Regions from separate parts of the Gasterosteus aculeatus genome. Here region 2 is linked to region 1. A link is a contact called in public Hi-C data. All regions are on one chromosome and are shown on one strand. The core of a region is the stretch at or near the end of the contact, and the rest is flanking DNA. Distances in the headings are between cores, read along the strand shown. Region 1 overlaps znf516 (zinc finger protein 516). Region 2 holds the start of LOC120810964 (zinc finger protein 236).

Region 1 (2,882 bases), core at 217-2,716:
CCTTAGAGCTGCTTTTCAGGGCCCATTTTGGAGCGAGGTTGGAGCTGCTGCTGTTGATGCGGTGAGCCACCGTCTGGTGCATCCAGAGCACCTCCGGGTAGCGGGTGGAGTGGGAGCAGAAGGAGCACTTGTGGCTGGGGAGGCTCTGACTGTCCTGGGTCAGGGAGGCTACGGCCCTGCAGCCCTCAGCCCTCACGCACAGATCCACAGGCGTCAGGTTGGGATTGGGCGGGGAGGATCGAGACGAAAGGTAAGCAGGGGGGGCTGCAGAGTTGCTCAGCCCCTGTAGAAGAGCTCTCTTCAGTTTAGGATACCCACCCGGCGTGCCTCTGTCCGAGCTGGGGCTGGGAAGGGGGCCGGGTCTAGCTCGGGGGGCAGCCGGGTGTTTGACACGATCATGGGTCAAATAGGCCTGCAGATCCGAGGTGACAAAATCACAAGGGCTGCAGATGTAAGGCTTCTCATCTGTAAGGACAGGGGGGGAGAAAAGGAAGGTCAATGACTTCAAAGGGAACGATCTAGATTATACTCTAATCTGTGCTGCCAGATTCAGATTGTTGCATCCGGATGCAGGTTTGCTGAACAGCCAGCAGGCCGCAGCATTGTTCAGCATTCCCAGATCTCCTCCTTTTCTTTTACATGTCAATGTATCTTGAAATAACTTCTACTATTACAAGCACAATAAACATACCAACAGAACTATAAACAATGCATAATTGTTCACCATCATTTGATTGTTTTAAGTATTTTATATTGGTTCATAATGATGCTGCAGTAGTTGGTGCTGCTGTGAAGGTTGTTATGTTCACATGTTAAATCCGTCTCAGAGTTGTTGATCCATCACTATGGTAATTGTTGGGAATGTATTATGGTCCATATGGTGTGAGACAATTACACCATGATATTAAACAGCACAGTGGAGTAAAATCAACACATTTTGACAAATTAAACAAATGGGATGTCATAAAGCAATTACTTATTTTGTTGTTAATTTTAAAGAATTCGTTGCATTATTGTTTACTCATATTGGTTCCTGATTACCAAAGTGAAGCTCTATGAATTCCCCACAAGATGGCGTGTGTGACCACCTTTTCTTTAAGGGAATTTAACTGCTGTGACTGGGAAACTTCAAATCTCTGTTTGATTTCAGAAATTAAAAGAATACAGAAAAAAAATTAGAAATAGACATTGTGCTAATTGAAGACGTGGTATTCATAGTGAGTGTGATATTTTATTAAACGTGAAATCCGATAAAAGATGAATATCCTCAAGTTTAAAAATCAAAGTTGTTTTCTTTAAACATGAATCCTCAAATTAGCCTTAGTCTGGGTCCACACATACATGCACACGCTCCAACCGATCTGATTCTGTAAGTATCACATTATGATACTCGCCACTACCCCTCCTCCTGTTCACAATAGCACCCGTAACATGCCATCTGTTTTTCATTTGGCTTCCTGTTGGCAGCACAAGCCAACACACACAGCTCAAACGCTGCCAAGGTGAAGCCCTGGTGCTGCGCAGTTGTAGTGGGGGGGGGGGGGGTAGTTAAGGTTAGGCCCATTTATCAGGCCGATGTCAGCCCTGTATTATTTAAATATTGACAAGTTAAAGTCAAAGAATGGAATAACCTGATCATTAGTAGCTCGACACATAGAGCGTCCTCTGAGTGTCTCTTTCCCAATGGCCTGCCTCCCTGTACCATCGGGAGGTGACTCTATAAATAACCAATCCCTCAGACATCGGGTAGCCCGGCCGGCTCAATGGTAAGAAGAGTGGATGAGTGGCAGGGGAAGTGTCACAGGAGGTAACCTTAGAGATTACAAAAAACTCAGGAGGGGGACAGGGAGAAAAGGGTGGGCCGGTGGCCAGAAGCCATCTTGCTGAATTCTTTAAAGCTTTCACGTAGGCCGTCTTTGTCACGAATATAAAAACCAAAATAAATCATATCCCATTTTACAACGCCTTTCTATACATCTGTATATATCTGTCAGTTGAGCTAAAAAGACCCTTTGTCCCAAATGCAATTTCTGAAAGCAGACACCAGGGTGCATGTGGGTTGGGAGAGAGTGAATAACGTACAGTATATGTGTTATTACAAGTTGACCACACAGGAGTGAAGTACAGCACTATTGTAATACTGCACAACAAATAAAAAATAAATATCACATTACTGGCTGTTATATAATAAACAAGCAAAGAGAACCGCAAAGAGTAAAAAAGGAAACATGCAGACAAGACTTTCACGGCCATGACATAAAAAGGAGAGCAAAAGACATATTCACGCACAGATAAGGGGGGTGAGGGGAGTTTCCTGAGACAGGAAGACCTGAAATAGCGCACAGCTCGATCAGGCCTGAAGAAATCTGGCTGCTATTTTTGAATGGCTGTACTAAGAGGGAGGAATTGAGGCAATCTCTACAATTCTTAGCCATCCCCAATCCGACCTTGTCCAAAATGTGTTTTTAGTGAATGTGAAAGATGAAAGACGAAAGCCTGAGTGCTTTAACTTATTTTAGCTGTGATTGTGGGTGTTTTGCCCTTGCATGGGTAGGCTTTCTTTTTCTGCTCTGCGGTGTTTATTGGTTGTGGAGGTGAAAAAAATGATAGGCATTCCAAAAATGCCCTCTTCTCTGCTGACATGCCACTGAAAGGCACTCACTTTCACTTAACTGTGAGCTTTATTGCTCTGCCATACAAACTTATTGCACTGACATTTTTCAATGGCCTTTAAAGTTGATTTGCCCATATTTGAGTATTAGTATTTGTGTGTAGCCCTCTATAAAAGAGCTGAAGTCAGATGTTATTCTGACATTTTGCCACACGGTGGCTCCAGCTCCAACTCCATAGAGCCCGATGAGCCAAGGACCTGCACCTACACA
Region 2 (3,094 bases), core at 118-2,617, 43 kb after region 1:
TGGCTCCAGTCATGAATGTGACTTAAACCATCTTGTGTGGGGGCGTGTGAGCTTCCTGTCTGTTTTTCTCTTGGAAGCTAAGAGCACTTTCAAGTGTGAGGTAAGATATTAAACGCATATCACTCGGTTGGAAGTCCTTAACTCATTCAGATCCACAGGACATGTGAGTGAGACACACAGTCGCTCCTGTTGCTTCGACCAGGTACACAATCATAAACAGGAGCACTAACACAGTCAGTTTATTGTCATCTTCAGGATTATTGGCCCATAAACGACCAGAGCCGTTCATAACTCATTGCCTCCCTCTGCTGGTGTGAGTGGATTGTAATGTTGTTTTACAACGTGCCTCATAATGTCTTGAAAAAATCAATTGTGCACGGCACTCAGTTGTGGCTGTAACTATGTAATTGGTGAGTTTATATTCACCTTGTCATACTGGATTTCATGGCATTTTTTTATTTGCTATTGTATCATTACTAAACAGTAATGAATTTATAGGTTGTCTACATAATGAGTCACCGTAATCTAAAGTAAAATTCATATCTGGTATTTCTATCATATATGTAGAACCACTTTCTATTAATATTCCCCTTGCAATGTGTTTCTGATACTCAGGATAAGTTATTCTCTGCCTAGTAATATTAACATGTTAGTTAATATAAGTGTTATCAACAAATAAGACTCATTAAACTAAGTAAGAGTGTTTGTGTTTGTGTGCTGGAAGAGGTGGCAGAGGATGTGAAACAAGCAAGATATAAAAAGATGAATAGTAACAGTTATCCTATATAAACACTGTTGTTCAAATAACTTTCCTTATTGTATCCATGAAGTCATTTGTGACAGTTTATATACTGCTGATAAGAGTGTTACGGGGCAAAATTCAATATTATCTCTCCTTAAACATAAAATTATTGAGGAATATGGGTACTTTTTCATGTGTGGTAGACAAGGAAGCTACTGACACAATATTATCCTGTTAAAAATACAAAAATTACTGAAACGATGAGTTCTAAGTGCAAAGAATATGCCAAACAATCTGCTCAGGCCTATTCTCTACCTAGTAGGCCTACAGCTAAAACAGCATTCACTGTAAAAAAACATTAAAAAAAAAACATTTAAAACATGTATACATAGTAAATCAGTAGGTTATTCCTTGTAATTAATTATATTATATTATATATAATTATATATTTTACAACAACAAAAAGTTAATTTAGCCTACTTCAATTAAACCACACCACCAACATAAATAATAATTCATATCAAATGCATTTGACACATTCTAAATCAGTAGTTTGAACAAAACTACTTTGTTCAAAGATGCGGGCACAATGAACCGGACGGTAGATGTCTCCCTCCTCCGCGCAGCTGTGCGTCTTCACGGGGACGATGCTGTCTACCGATGACCGAGTCGCCATTTTGAAAAGCAAACCGTTCACAGCACACCCGCCCTGAGTACTGGAACTATGCCGCGGGGCCGGCCTCGCAAACTGAGAGTTATAAGCAACGACGAAACAGGTAACAAGTACCAAAATTCCACGAATAAAAAATACAGAATGTGAGCTATCCAAATAACCTGCTATTATTAGGTCTACCATCTCTGTATCTTGTATAATAACACTTCAACGTAGTGTATATAGTCCCCGGATATAGTATTGCGGGTGGGCTTTGCTTTGTGCGGCGAAGGAGTGATTGAGGCGGAATGATATTAATAACGTTTCGGTGGCTCTTCTTATTGGCTTCCAGTCTAAATTGGTGTCCGCGAAAGAAACCACCGCGGTCTCGTTTAGCGTTACTCAACATACGGCTTTTACTCTTAATATTCGTTTATGTTATTTGCCGTTAGCTCGACGCTGCTAACTAGCTTGCTTCGCTACCACTAGCGTCGAGGCTAACACGCTACATGTTTTACAGTTGTTGTTTTGATTCCGCGAGGCATGTCACCGGCGAGGCGGTGCGGACGCCTGCGTTGGTCCCGTCGTGTTCGGAGCATCTTCTCGCATTCACGTAGTGACACGACACTTGACACACGTTGACATGTCCCGTCCGTGTGCTGGCATTTTGTTGTCAGCATCGGAATACAACACTTGGCGTTAGCTGTTGTGATACGCCGGTCGGGGAACGTTAACGCAAACAGCATGTTAACCAGCTGGTTCTGCTGCTCGATGTGAGCTAAGCTAACGTTAGTCACACAGGACGAATTATCATCACATTGGCGTTAGCGACGCAGCAGCGTGTTTATTTCCTTTTATGTAACGTAACATAATGAATGGCTGTGACTGACAGCCGTGATGGGCGTGACGCAACCAAGCTATTGATTGATTCAATAGTTGCTAAAAGCCCCCCCAACATGTTCACAGTCAAGCACTGTACTTTTAAAAACTAACGTTAAATCCTGCAAATCCACCAGAGTGGTTGCGCTCCGAGAGAGTTAAGCCAAATACGCACAGGTTTTGTTTTAGACAGAGACAGATGGAGGATGCTTTAGAAACTGGGTTATTTTTACGAGCAGACCTCCATTATGATCACAAACATGCCTCGTTTCAAGGGGTGATCGAGTATTGTGAATGTATTTGTAGAATACAGTGGACGACTGTCTCAAATTAATACCCATAAATCACAAACACACACACACATATATATATAAATACAATTATAAATGCTAAAAAGCTCTCTCCACAACTCAACTAGGTCAAACATTGTTTGTATTGATTGAGTCAACAGAAAATATCAATCTTACTAAAGAAAAACTTTAAATGGTGAAATAAAAAAAAGATCCTTGGGATTATGTGACACATAGTACGTTTACTATGTGTGTGTGTTTAAGTTTCTGAGTGAGGATTTTCACATGATGGTGTCTAGAAAATACACCATCATACTTTTTTTTTTTTTTTCTTAGAGCTACTGAACATATTATTATTTCAAAATGCACATGGTCATGTTCTTCATTTACCTCTTTCATCAATTATTCTCATGAGAAAGCCTCTTGCACCAAAAGTCATCTCTCCTGTACTCAGATGCAGATCCCAGTGAGACCAAGGTGGGAAGTTTCAGTGATGGGGAATGCAAGGACAAAAAGTGCTCAATATGCGGC

Evidence for each region. A called contact is a pair of places that touch in the nucleus more often than the background predicts.
Region 2: a Hi-C map of whole body shows a contact between it and region 1, with 4 times the contacts expected there. The contact joins the promoter of LOC120810964 here to the enhancer-like site in region 1. A contact is called at or near these places in 6 of 6 Hi-C or Micro-C datasets (blood and trunk muscle, liver, skeletal muscle and 2 more).

What each region holds. Positions count from the first base shown.
Region 1 is chr20:15,583,180-15,586,061 of fGasAcu3.hap1.1, forward strand. It overlaps znf516 (zinc finger protein 516), which reads right to left. Exons shown (of 6, transcript XM_078095357.1): 3 at 1-465. Among protein-coding and RNA genes, the nearest start is that of znf516, 27 kb to the right of the region's middle. Within about 2 kb of position 1,467, at least 4 of the 9 cell types and tissues checked have open chromatin away from gene starts, as enhancers often do.
Region 2 is chr20:15,626,644-15,629,737 of fGasAcu3.hap1.1, forward strand. LOC120810964 (zinc finger protein 236) reads left to right here and starts at 1,368. Exons shown (of 30, transcript XM_078095350.1): 1 at 1,368-1,518; 2 at 3,018-3,094. The coding sequence starts at 1,467.